2 separate regions of the Xenopus tropicalis genome follow, and region 1 is linked to region 2. The links are chromatin contacts, called in public Hi-C maps. All regions are on one chromosome and are shown on one strand. The core of a region is the stretch at or near the end of the contact, and the rest is flanking DNA. Distances in the headings are between cores, read along the strand shown.

Region 1 (7,523 bases), core at 1,812-4,311, 99 kb after region 2:
TGCTAGTTAGTGTGCAAAGCACTCAGTGTTATTTTAAAAATCCATACACTATGTTAATCATTTGCAGCTTTAAAGCTATGTGAATCTCGCAGCTTTGACTGTCCGAAGCTCATGAACAACAACACGTACACCTCAAACATAGAAATTCTCTGATGAACTGTGGGAAATATTTTTAGAATATGATTCACACTATCACGTGGATGCTTCTGCCAGCCGTATCGTTTAACAAACCTCACAGGCTACCAAAGCTGCGGTTGCACTTCCAGAAACTCTTGTTCCCTTGAGGACTGGGTGTTCTTTAATGCAATCCAATTCCATTTCATTTACCCTCCCCCAGCTAGGAGTGCAGCAAAAGAAAACATGAATGGGAAAAGTTGACCAGGTAAATAACGCTGGACTCTTGGAAAGGATGTCAATCATTTTTAGAAGTTAAAGGTATATATTTTAGCCCTGTTTGTCCACAATAAGCTAAAATGTAAAATAGGGAAAATTGTAATTAGTGCCACAAAAAAGGAGTAAATGCAATACAGCAACTGCTATTATTTAGGTCTTTTCAGCTCCAATAAGAGACTATTTTTTCAAAAAATGTAAAAGGTGGGGGTCAAAAAGAATGGAAATTACTAACACAATTATATACAATAGTGCAGACACCATTTGAACCTGAGCATTCAGAGCTGCCTTTTGACTTGGTTGCATTTGTGTTTTATAATGCAACATGCTGCATTTTTATAACCAGAGAGGTCAATTCTAAAAAAAAATCTTGAATAAACTCAATCAAGGTCTAGCATAATATCCATTAAAACATTTATCAGAAAAAATACAGGACATTGCTTTGCGAACAAAAACGTGCCAAGAAAATCACAATTTTCAATTTACAAAAAAAAAAAAAACTTGAACAATAAAAATACACACCCATTGAGTACACTCCAATTACTGTAATTCCAAGGGCCAACATTTGGATTATCTATTCAGGCATACAGAGACCTGTCATATCAGGACCATAACAATGTGCCAATGTTCTCCTCTTCTAATGGACTTTTTAAAACTGCTTTATTAATATCTATTGAATTTTAGGCCATCAATAGGGGGCCAAATCAGCAGCTAAAATCTGTCCATGTATCACCACCCTTAGACCACATCTTTCCATGTAATAAACTACAAGTAATAGCAGGAAAATTCTACACTACATATACAAACAGCATGGATTGGATCCCAAGTGAATAAGCATCGATGTGGCAGTTCTGAACAGGGCATCACAATAGGGAAAGCCGATACCCAACATTGCTGTAGTTATTTAAGGTAGCTGAGCTTCCATCAGTTGGTACATACAATGCACCTTAGTGATTCCTCAGTCATTCCTAAAGGTGGCCATACATGGGCCATTCTAGCTGCCGATATTGGTCCTTTAGACCAATTTGGCCACTTAACTGTCCATGTATGGGTGTAAACTATGGGCCTGCCCGACCAACATCTGGCCTGAAATCGTCCATATGACAACTGGACAGGTTTGATTTTTCCTACAGCCTTCTAATTCAATCGGCCTAAGGTCCGAATGAGCCCAGTATCGCCCACCCGTAGGTGGGTATGTTACCTTGTATTGTCACCTTAAGTCCCTAGATGTGTCACAGGGGACCCAATTTTTAACCCCTACACTGAGATCCAAAGTAATGAGCTGGTTTCTAATGGCAGCTAGTTTAGGTACAAGGCACTATGCATTTACAAGAGTCCTGATCCTACTACCTAGACAGGTGAATGAGGCGACACATCTGTTTCTGCTCAGACTGACATTCAATTGTATGTAACACTGCTGTTCCATGTAACACTGCTACTGCTGATGGGACAGGGTAAAGGAAATACTGCAGAGTACTAACTGATAAGCAGTTCAGTATATAAGACGTGTTCCTTAATTTAAGGGTGGACCTAAAATATTTTTTCTCTGCGGTCAAATGTGCCCCAGTCTTTAAAAAGTGTATTGCCAACTGAAAACAGGGCTGCCTTGTCCTGCCTTCACATGTTTAATGGAACCTTAATGCGCATTGCCAGGATACAGTATTTATTATACAGTGCTATTTCTTTGTGATTTACTCACAAAGGAGACCGTGGCTTTGTTTCCCACGACACAGCGTCGTGCGACAAGTCGTGTGTAGCTGATACGACAATAAAACCATCGGAAGGAGAGGAGCAAATAATGAAGATCAAGGTATGGGGTTGCACCCCGTTCTGTTTAGTAAATCAGGACATGCCTTTGTTGTTGCAACACAACTCTTTCTTGTTTTTGTCTGCGCCTGCCTTCCGGTGGGGGATGGGCCCTGCCATGTGTCACACTGGGAGACAAAGGAATACTCTATCCGTGCCCTACACCCCCTAGTAACACGAGTTGCCCAACTTATACGGCGGATAGCGTCCCGTTAATATCACAATAACCCGTCGACGCCGCGACTAAACAGGTTAAATACAGTAGCAAATTCGCACATTGCGATCGACGCAACAATAAATCGCAGTTTTAAGATTATAAAGGGTTATTTAAAAAAAAAAACTGCTGGACAGGGGTCTGCAACCTTTACTTCAGAGCACCTTCTCCTAGCACCGCCAAAGGAAAGCAGGGGAAGAGTTTTGTGGGATTTAATCATGCCACGGCAAATAAAACAGCCTGTGTTTATATCCGGAAGTGCAGCGTTCGCTTCGGCCAGACTTTTGTTTACAAAGATGGGGGTGTTCTCACTCTCTCCCATCAGCCCTCATTTGCTTTCCAAAGGGCATACGTCAACTCGCCCTTTTCCTCCCCGCAACAGGGTGACATCATCGTCGGGCGATCCCCCTATTGGCCAGGTGACTCCCCCGCCCCTCCCTGACGCCACATCCTTCCCGACTGGCTTATAAAAAAAACGGGCTGAGAAGCGAGCTGATCACTTCGGGGGCGCAACAACACGCGTTGGGATGTTTGCGCGTAGTTAGAAAAGCACTTTTTGGGGATTTATTATATCGCTTAGCACTCTTCGAGGGATCTGAAGTTTAGGGGGGCAAACAGACCCGATCACACATACACCTCCAAGTCTTATCTATTAACTTGCACGCCATGCCAGGGCGCAGCTTGTAAAACCACCAAGGACGTAAAAGTGAAAAATATAAAAAAAAAAAAATTGTAAAACACGAATAAAAATCCATCAAACAGGACCAAGCGGAGCGCAATAGACGATCCGTGCTGTTCCATCGGTGTTCGTATCGCTGTCGGTCGCGCTCCCATGCATACGCACTATCCCTGGGCCAACATGAAGCCAGAGATCATGGCGGCGGTGAGTTTCATCTCAAAGTTCCTCCGAACCAAAGGCCTCATGAACGACCTCGACCTGCAGACGTTTAACCAGTCTTTACAGGAGCTCCTGGCCGGTAAGATATACATGTACTTTGTATTTGCTGAAATGATTTATATTATAGTTTGTGTGTGACTTGTGAGGGTCGAAGCAGTTCTGTTCGGGCTACAAATCCTATGGCAGCCATGAACAGCCGCGGCCTGGAAATCCCCTACAGCTCATTGAAATCTCTTTCAGAGCTTGACTGGCTTGCAGCCAGCAGAGCCTTACAGAATCCTGGCTAATACCTTCTATACCTTTAGTGGATTAAAGCGAAACTTCACTCAAATACATTTTTATTCCTAATTAAAGAAAATGGAATTTTAAGCAACTTTCCAATATAGATTACATGGTTTTAAATTATTAGTAAATGTACTTAATATCAGTATTTGTTTCTTTCTGTTTTCTGGGACTCTCCCCACACAATGTAACCAGTCAGTCCTCTTTAGCTGGATCTGCTACATTGTTTGGGCTGACAATATAAACAGTTGAGAGGTACAGGTATAGGACCCATTATCCAGAATGCTCGGGACCAAGGGTATTCCGGATAAGGGGTCTTTCCGTAATTTGGATCTCAGCACCTTAAGTCTACTAAAAAAATCAATAAAACATTAATTAAACTCAATAGGATTGTTTTGCATCCAATGAGGATTATTTATATCTTAGTTGGAATCAATTCCAAGGTATCGTTTTATTTCTACATAGAATAAGGAAATCAGTTTTACAATTCTGAATTATTTGATTATAATGGAGTCTATGGGAGACGGGCTTTCCGTAATTCAGAGCTTTCTGGATAATGGGTTTCCGGATAAGGGGTCTAATACCTGTACTGCTTCCATTACACATTTACTAATAGCTGTGTTATGTAGAATGAAAAGTTTCTTAGAATTAGGTTTTCTTTCAGTATGTGAAATAGTTTTCAAGTGGAGATCCCCTTTAACAGTGTTATTTTTTTTTTTTTAAGATAAGGATCAAAGTGCACTTTCACACTTAACATTTTATTGTTTGCTTGACTCTGTCTGAATTGTTTATTATTATTAAGTCCTATGGAGGGCACCTTTTGCCTTGGTCTCCACCTTGAATTGTTTTCCCCTTTACCAATGGGTTTATAATGCGTATGCACCCCCTCCCTTTTGTGGTTGGAAAGTACAGGCTGATGTTTTTCCTTCCTGTCCAGACTAGGCAGAGCACTGCTTTGTATTATTGGCAGACCTCAGCAATGAGCAGGATGTTTGACTTAGGTCTATGCACAAAACAGTATGGCTAGATCCCAGTATCATATTGATGTTACACACTTTCCAACTTGATGGTTTGCATAGTGAAACATAATTTTAAAATAAGTAACAAACACCCCACCCACAAAAATTATACATGTAATTTTAATAAATATCAAGTCTCTTCCTTGTACGCCATTTTAAATTCTAATGTTAGAGGTGCTCTGCATTACTTTTTTTCTTTTTTGCATGAATTCCATTCAGTGGAGCCACAAACAAAGAACACTTGTGATTCTGGCAGTGTTTGGTATTGTGCAAAACACATGCAAATATAAAATTGTTTTAACAAACTGCAGATATTTTGATATTGAACCAGGCTGTTACCACAATACAGATCTGTGCAAGAGTTGAGTATGGCAGTATAACATATGGACAAGGCAATCACACCTGTTTATCTCATCAGCCCCAGCAGTGCCTTTTACTTCATAAAATGTCCATTCAGTATAATAAGACTTGGGTTTGAGCAGCAGCTTTTTTGCTTATGGTATGAGACAGCTCTATAACCAAATAATTATGTATCGGTTACTGATTGCTTTATATGTTACTCTGTATGTCCAATGTATGAAACCCACTTATTGTACAGCGCTGCGGAATATGTTGGCGCTTTATAAATAAATGCTAATGTAATGTAAAATGGCAGTCATGTTATATGTGCAAATTCATTCTGGTTTGTTAGAAGGGCATACATAACAACCCAATGCTTTTCAGTGATCCTGAATTATTTTTTTTCTCCACAGCACTGTTCTAATTCTATACAACAATTTTGTCTACTACAGTCTTGGTTTGTCATTGTAACATCTTACTGTATAGTTAATTGTTGCTTCATGGTGCTACTATCGTTATTTTAATATGGTGACCAGTATGCCGAACACTGCATGTAGTAAACTGAAAATAAGTACAACTGCTCAAATGAATTTTGTTAAAATTTAGGTTTTTGTAGCTGATGCATTTTAAATCTGCCAGTGATAAAATGACTTAATTGTGCAACATTTTTTTTTTTAAAGCTAAATGCAATTTGTCTACTTTTTTCTAGATCACTATAAGCATCATTGGTTTCCAGAAAAGCCGTCAAGGGGTTCAGCCTATCGATGTATTCGGATTAACCACAAGATGGACCCTTTAATTGGAGAGGCAGCAGATCGTATTGGACTCAACAGCCAGCAAATGTTTAAGCTTCTGCCAAGTGAACTTACTTTGTGGGTTGACCCATATGAAGTATCGTATCGCATAGGAGAGGATGGCTCTATTTGTGTATTGTATGAATCTGTTCCAGGAGGTGGTATTAGTCCAAGCAGCAGTGGCTCTCTAGTTGAGAGTAGGATCAGCTGTAAAGATGAACTCCTCTTGGGCCGAACAAGCCCATCCAAAACGTACAACATGATGACTGTATCTGGTTAAGATATGGTTGATGGCTGGATCATCTTGTAGCAGATGGAAACCAATTATTGTTTTTAATTTGGGAGGGCTCCTATGGGGATGGATTGTGAAGTTTATACAATGACGCAGCTGTGAAGATTGGACACAAATAGTGGTAGATCTTTCTGAAGTGAAAGTGCCTTTGTTTAGACAGTGTCTTTGGCAATTTTATAGCCTGTTATTTACGCAAATAGATTTAAAAAAAAAAAAAAAAAACTGCAGAGACCTTTTAAGAGGGTCTCAAACTGTTTACCACTAGACTTTTCGTTTAGTGTTTACATTTGTGTTAAACTTTGAACCCAAAGCTCAATGTTTGTGTAAAAAATTTCTTTTACTTTTTTGAAAAAGTACAGTTTGCACTAATAAACTCAAATGATAATGCTTCTTGCAGCTCAGTAGCAAGATGAATTGTTTCAAATATGAAATAGACTGGAATTGTATATGGCAGATATTACTTGCACTGAAAATATGTATAGTTTGTAAATAGGAGAGATGTGAGCATATTTGAAGTCTGCTACACTTGAGGGTTATTCATATTGAGATATCAGCGTAAATACAACTTAACTCTATTGAACAGGCATTTTGAAATGTGTAGTAAAGGCACTGTCTTAAACTATGGCACACTCATCAGTCAGCTTATCTGTACTTTACTAGCTTGTAGTTTTATAAGATGGAGTAAACTTCTTATTTTTAGAAAGTGGAGTTCTTTGTAATTTCTTGTACTTAATTGGGTCTTTTCCACAAGCACCATCTATTTTGTGAACTTTTATGTCCTTTTATTCGGTAAATTATGAACTGATGTAAATTTGTACAGTTCATGTATATTGATTGTGGCAAAGATGTACAGATTTCTATATTTTGGATGAGAATTTTTCTTCTCTATAATAAATTGTTTCTTAACTTGCCATTTTAACACTTAAGTCTTGTCTAATTGTTTAGTTACATGAGATCATCATCTTTCAGCCCCAGCTGAATTTAGGTTACAGTTTAAAGGATATCCGCTCCAAGTGCAAGCTGAATGTCGGAGAGTTATAAATACGCATTTGGAGATATAATGGCAACCTTTTTCAGACCACTGGGATCATACACTGGATATAGGTTATAGTTGACACAAAACCTTTGTAGTAATCATGCTATATGCATGATTTTAAGATCATCATGATGTGGAAGCAAATACAGGGGCTTATATTTTGTGGAATTTCTTATGACAATCTTCAACAAATTCAGGAATAAAATTATGAAAATATATGAATTGAGGATATAAAAAAATTAACAGTTCTGGCCCAACAATTTGTCAGGCCCCCTTTGGATTTATTCCTCTGAGCAAATGGCATGCTGCACGTTATCAAGGACAGAGTTCTACAGGAAAGCTTGAGAGCCTAAATCAAGAATATTTACCAATATATGGTTCTATTAATCCCATTTTAGGGTACATGATACATTTGGATAAATCCTTGAAACAGGCTTTGTTACAAGTATCTTG
Region 2 (7,199 bases), core at 304-2,803:
TATTAAAAAACAATTTCCTTTATTCCTGTAATAATAAAATAGTAACTTGTACTTATTCCCAACTAATATATAATTAATCTAGAGGCAAAACAATCCTATTGGGTTTATTTCATGTTTATATTATTTTTAGCAGACTTATGATAGGACAGTTTAGAAAGAGTTCTTTTACCAGCAGGTCATGGAATGAGAGGTGGTTAATGAGTGACCCAATGATGGGGAATACAAAGGGCTTGGACACATAACTATTTGCTATAAAATGAACAATATTTGCTCCAATTCCCTGATCTTTATTTGCCTTCCACTGAAATTGCAGAGCTTTGAAATTGTTGAAATTGATAGACTTTTTTTTTGTTCACCCACAAACTATGGGAAATAAAACCAAAAATATAATGTCAATGAGTTTCCCCAGCAGCTGCTGCTGGGTCTGCTGTTCCTATTTTTACAGCCTGCAATTGGGCATGTTTTCTCACATTTCTTAGCTATTCTTTATATGCCTCCCACTGATTTAGGGCAGTCTAATGAAACCAAGGAAGTACAGTTAATGCAGTAAAGGGAAGGCATGGCTGCTCATGGACTTTCTACTTGTGGTGTTCCCTGCTGTTTTAGAAAATAAATAATCCTAAAATAACCAGGATGGCAGTATAATACTTCACACCCAGAGAGCATTTGCTTTTGTACTCTCACATGCAGCTTTCACACCCAGTCAGATTCAAAGAGTCAGTCAATTCTACCGATATCAATTGTTACCCTACCAGTTACAGAAAAAAATAAAGCTCTGTTGTCATATCCTATATCTGCACCTTATTTGAGATGATGGGTGTATTTCTGTAATAACTATCAATGATTATGTTATACCCTGTCATAAAACATTTACAAGTACAGACCTACAGTCTATGAAGGCATTAGATGTGAAGAACATTAAGGAATACATATTGAAACACCTTCTGTGACTTCAATTTTGGAAACAGAATCATAGTAGCAAATTATGACAAGCTATGGATTATTATTCCATAATCAGCTAAAAAAAAACCCATAAACTAAACCAACCTTATAGAATACTCTGAATTTGATAACATATTTTTGGAAACCAAAACAAAGAGTACGAAATATAACAAATATAAAGAAAAATAAGTACAATCTGATATTAGTTTAATGGAGAGATCCCAAACCTTTTTTACTTGTGAGCCACACACAGATGTATAAAGTGTTGGTAAACCATACACTTGGGGGATCCCAAATAAGGGCTGTGATTGTGTCTCCCAGCCACAAATGTAAAAATAAGCACCTACTTTGAGGCTACTGGGAGCAACATTAAAAGGGGTTTTAAGCAACATGTTGCTCACTAGCCACTGGTTGGGGATCACTAGTCTAATGTATTCATTTGGTACTAGTGATTAATTTTTAGAGTGTTTGGATTTTTTTTAGACATGCCATGGAATTATGCCAGTTTAGGGATTACCCTGTACTAAGCACAGTTAAGTGAAAAGTTGCCCATAAAGAATTCTAGGGTGACTTATTGACTTATTGTATCGGCTGTCAGCCCTCTACTAATTCCTGTAGCACATGACCTCTTTTGGCTGCAGGAGTTGAGTTCAGCAACAGCCTGAGAAATGTGAATTTGAAAATCCCAGTTGTATTTATTTTAGGTAAACGCTGTACCCACCCCACTTATCCCAAATTGTATATGTATTTTCTAGGACCAAGAATGTATGAAAGCAAAATGGATACTTTCCTAATATTATAGTCATAATAATGGTATTAAATATATTTAAATAACTTACCCTGCTTTTTAATACTTTCCTATAAAAATGAGTAAGTTATTAGTATAATTTTAATGCTATCTGGCTGTGGAATCAAAGGAATAATACAACCTTTCATCTCCATTAAAACTTGTTCTGAGTGACTGCCATTGGGTGTTCATGTCCTTGGCAGGGTCAACTGCAGTGCTATTAGGGTAAAGACACACAGAGCTACTAGTAGCAGCTAGTAAAATAGACAATGCTGATCCTTTACTGATAATTGTCTCTATGTGTGTTTTAGCAGAGACAATTCTCAGTATTGTCTATGGCGGGGTATTTTCTGGCGTTGAGTAGCTGTAAAAAAGTAAGAGCTGCTAATAGTTCTGTGTGTCTTTGTCCTTAGAGGAGTAGCAGCCCCCTGTTATGTTGCGGATCTCTTGAGCCATAAATACCAGTGATGCCAAAGCTGTGCCAGCTGTCAAGTGAAGTCTGAAACTATAACTGAGCAACTGTTTCAGTTTCAATTTGAACACCAATGTCTTACATATAAAGGCTTATTCATATTTTGAATATAGCACATAGGTAAAGTAAGAATCATGTACTAAATACTGTTTATTGTATTTACTTGCAGTTTTAACAACAATTAAACTATGTACATAAGTACTAATGGAAAGAGCTGAAAGTTGTTTTTTTTGTATTCCTGACTCTCGTAGTTCCTTTAATAATCCAAACAGGAACAAAGATGCAAGCTTTGTATTGTCGTAATGGTAATATGTATTAAATCTCTACTAAGTCAATATTATCAATATGCAGTTCTGTCAGCAGCATGGACATGACTGATGATAATAGATTAATTTTGTTTTCATTTGTGACGTAGTGCTTAGCTTGTAGAATTTACGCACAAAGACCTACACCCATCTAAGCTTAAGCCAATACTAAGGAAACCTGAGAAACCTGTTTGGTTTATGAACATGCCCTTGTTATCAACAGATAATCCTTTTTAGTGTGACAATGTGATCCTTCTGAACGTTAACGGCTCTACCTGACTGACTGAAGGTTGGGACAATGTGCAAATAACAGCCACTTATACAAGAAATAGAAGCTAGATTTGGATGTGAAACATGTCTGCCATGTTGTAGATGCTATGCATAGCTGCCCTCACTCATTCCTTCCATGCCCTAAAATGGAAATAGAAATTTTTATTTGGAGATGTACATGAAAGGGTTGTATTTAATGGTGCTAGACCCTTGAGGGCAGTAAGAGCTAATATCCCCAACTTTATAGCGCTTTGGTCCCAGAGTAATTAAAATTAAAAAAAGTTTCTGGGTGCATTTAAATTACTATTTTGGCCTGATCTACCAGTTCCTGACTTTCTGCTTTGTTCTGACTACGTTAATGGCCTCCTGCCACAATCTTTTGCCTACATATGACCTTTAGATACCTTTGGATACCGCATACAGTATTTTCTTAACTCAGCTTCCTTCTTGATCCTGACTTCAACCTCTTGTAAGAGCCGTTGGGCCCTTAGGAACCTGAAAGCTCTTTTTTGGGGGTTACTTTTTATAAGCATGGTAGACTGCCTTGCCTTGACTCTGGTCAACATACAAATAAAAACTTGGATGCAGGTTTAAACTATTCAGGACTGGTTTTCAGACAAACAGCTTTTTTCAGAGATTGTTCTTTTCTCACACAATGCTGTAAAGCCTTACCCCTCCCCTGCATTCTTTTGTTGATCAAAATCAGTTCTGTTGCTTAACACATCGGTGGGCACACATGGGCTATTTCTATGTGGATAATGAGATGAGACCATAGGTTGAGCAGGCATATTCAATGATATTTAACTATACGTGCATGGCAACTCACACTTTGCAGCCCAAACATGGGAAACACCAAATAATTGGCCCACAGCACTAAAAATCTTGGACAGTACTGATAGATAACTGTCTCCAGACAAAAATTGTGGGGCCTATTATGGTCACCCCACATAAGCCCAGTGTAGAGGGCCACTTGTCAGTTCCATTAAAACCCAGACTTTGCCTTGCCGCCCTATAGGTGGGAGCATCCAAAGGACAAACGCCTAGATATTGCTACCTTAAAAAATGTTGTTCAGGCCCTAATCCCCCCTAATATATAGCAACTGAGGAAGTGATTGGGTTATACACCTCCCCAAAATATTGTGCAGGGTATTAATAGGTGTCATTCTGACAACATGAAAAACACTTTTTTGCATTGTAAGTTGATTTTCTATTGTACATAATGCTGGTGGGAAGGTACAAGATATATCCACTTGTATCCCACACTTCTTTTTGTTTGGTACAGGCCCCGATATTGACCATGTATTCCCTTGCCCCCATGGTGGCCCTACCTATCTGCTGGTTTTACAAAAAGCCAGGCTACTACTACCCCGGTCCAGCTACTCGTAAACAAACAAAAAATACAGCTTTCTGATTATAATAATTATGTTTGTAGAAAATGTATAATGATACATACATAAATTATATAAGTTATTAACTTATTTAGTCTGACTGCTCATTTTAATTAGCATGTATGACTATATGTTGTATTGTCTCTTTTGGAAAGGATACTACTTAATTACTGGTATCATTATTCATACTTTAAGTCAGCACAGATATTGCTTTATCATGGCAGTAGGTAAGTAATGGAAAATAAAATAGCAGCACATATTATGCAAAGAAGGTTGAATTACCTGTGGGATGACAACATTTCTATAGCTGACACAAGCTGAATTTCAATTGTCTCTTTTGATGGAACTTTGTTTGTGTCATAATTATGTTTGCACCCATTAGATAATATGTTCAGGTGAACAGAGTACAAAAAATTAAATTGTACCTAAAATACAAGGCAAAGGCACAACTCTGGAGTTTTGCAGGCACAGCACTATGGTTAGGCAGTTAGAGGGTTAGAACTGGAGGCACATACTTCTGCTGCCTTCTGTTACTCTGGCACTGGGCATCCACCAGCAGAGCTGTGCCACCAAAGATAGAAGGTGAGCTACTGGGGTTGGCATTGGTGGTTAGTAGGGTTGCTGGTTTCTGCTTGGCTGGTAAAAAGAATGCTTTAAGGCAGAAAGATAAAAACATAGGAAGGCCTATATTTTTTTCAAGAAATGGTGAAGAGTGGGGTGGGATTGATGGCGAGCTGGGAGGGGTTGGGGAGATAATGCAAGTGTTAAATTTTTTGTACTGAAGCAAAAATATTGAGAATCTACTAGAACTTGCACAGCCTAAAATAACTAGTGATGAGCAAATCTGTCCCATTTTGCTTTGCCGAAAAATTCACGAAACTGCTAAAAAATTTGTGAAATGTGGCTACCAGGCAACATTTTGACTTTTTTACATAACCATGGCTGTTTTGAAGCAACCACGACTCGGGTGTGACTTTTTCCTCATGTGGCTAATTTTTGTCATTGGTGAATGTTTGTGGTAGTTTTGCAAAAAAATTCCTCAATGGCAAACTAAGGAATTTTTCACTGAATTCATGCCTGGCAAAAAATGTTCACTTGTAACAAAAGATAAATAAAGTTATGTGCCTAATTCTTCTTAATTTTTGGACGTTTCAAAAGAAATAAAAAAATCATCAAGATTAATTCGGGTTTGAACTGAGGTAAATGCCCTTTCTTGTTCCAGGCCATAGGTCTCAACAAGGCCCATGACAAGTAACAGAAGCTTTTTAGGGGGAGTGGGCCCATTTGTAGCTTGCATGGGTTATGCAATCTGGGCTCTATGATGTGATTTCAATATCTGGAATGAGATAATTTATAAGTTGTTTAATAAGGGCCATACTATGGTGTAGGTTTACAAGCCAAATAAATTAAGAAAGTTATGGCTAACTTTAGGCAAACTCCAGCACAGTCTCAACTATTTGAATGGTACATGGTAGAGTTATAGTTTTTCAGTATCCAGTATTAATTTCTGTATGTTTGCTCCTGAAAACCTTTAGATCAGAGGTAACCCATAAAGTCTTAATTTAGCTCTGTTCTTCCATTATTCTGGGATCTGGCATCTATCGTGATGGAATCATACAATAACTAAATTTGCTGAGATACTGGATTTTGTCAGTTAGTTGCCTGCGGTTGCAGAGATCTATCGTAGGCAAATAACTCCCTCCGTCAAGGGTGGAAAGGCCTATGCATCGCTTTAGCTTTCTGAAGTCACGCAAAGTCTCCTCCTGCAGGCAACTTTGCGTGACTTCAGATAGCCGGAGCAATGCCTTTCCACCGGTGACGCCTATTGTTGCTGGTAAAAAGGCATTTTGGAGCAGTTAGTTGCCCTTGATAGCAGAGATCTATCGCAGGCAACTAACTCACTCCATGGGACATTAGCCTAAGGGCACACAGACCAATAAAATTCCGATTTTGCAGTGATGTTTAGTTTCCTTGTTGAAGTCACATTTCTGAGCACTGAGAAAGGCATGAATAATACCCCACAATATTTGCCTTACAGTTGGCAGACATATAGCACACCCACAGATCTAGCAGAATTGACAGTAGCATGCATTCTGACAAACTGTAACAACCAGTTCCTTTTGGGAATTCCAGTAAAACAGCAAATCAATTGGTTTGTGACTCTCATTGCGTGGTCACTGAAACTTCCGTTTTTTCCCTTAAAACTTTCGTATAAAGTTGCTTTTAAACAACTTTGTTTCCCCATTTCCACCCAAAAATATTAGATGTATTAGACATGCACCAGGACATCAGCAAGCAATTATTTACTGAACCAGCTAGCAAAAATCCCCATATTATTCCAGCCAATGTGCAATTTGTTTTATGTTTAGTCTGACAAGAAATATATTATGTTTTTATTGTATAATCAGTTTATAGCAAAATAAGCATTCCAATTTATTTTACACACCATTGGCCCAATTTTAATGCTTCATTTCAATACGCCCATAGGTGTTGGCTGCATTATTCGTCCTAATGTTGGTGCATTCACTCTGACTGTGGTAACAGATATCAGTAGTTAAGTGTGAGTCAAAAACATTAGAGGAGAGGGCATGCACCACACATACCATGACATGTCAGGAAGGTTTGCCTTGCCAACTTTGAAATAAGACCTGCTCCCACCAACATGCCCATTATTGCAATTACTCTATAAGTCAAAACAGTTAGTTTAATATAGAGTTGGGCTTCTTACAGCAATACATCCTTTTCCTTATTCTGTGGTATAGAAATAGAGACTCAGTTGCCCCAGCAGTTTATAAGAGAATGAGCCTATAATTTTAAGACATAGTGACCCCAGCAAAAAATGACATAGTTGCCTAGCATTTCATTACACAGTGGGGCTCATGTATAAACTTTGGGCAAATTTGGACATGGGCAGTAACCCATAGCAATTATTCAGTGGTTAGATTTTTCCAGACAGCTGTAGGATGAACACTGAAAGCAATCTTCTGACTGGTTGCCATGAGTAACTGCCTAGCTGCAAATTTGCCCAGTGACCC

Evidence for each region. Hi-C and Micro-C count contacts between places; a contact is called where the count stands out from the background.
Region 1: a Hi-C map of neurula embryo shows a contact between it and region 2, with 1.9 times the contacts expected there. The contact joins the promoter of btg1 here to the enhancer-like site in region 2. A contact is called at or near these places in 2 of 5 Hi-C or Micro-C datasets (brain and neurula embryo).

What each region holds. Positions count from the first base shown.
Region 1 is chr3:55,671,143-55,678,665 of UCB_Xtro_10.0, forward strand. It overlaps btg1 (B-cell translocation gene 1, anti-proliferative), which reads left to right and starts at 3,062. Exons shown (of 2, transcript NM_203595.1): 1 at 3,062-3,387; 2 at 5,658-6,255. The coding sequence starts at 3,243. The coding sequence ends at 6,022. It overlaps LOC108646159 (a long non-coding RNA gene), which reads right to left and starts at 2,278. Exons shown (of 2, transcript XR_001924195.2): 1 at 2,090-2,278.
Region 2 is chr3:55,573,883-55,581,081 of UCB_Xtro_10.0, forward strand. No RefSeq gene overlaps it. Among named protein-coding and RNA genes, the nearest start is that of dcn, 66 kb to the left of the region's middle. Within about 2 kb of position 1,554, at least 1 of the 11 cell types and tissues checked has an H3K27ac peak or open chromatin away from gene starts, as enhancers often do.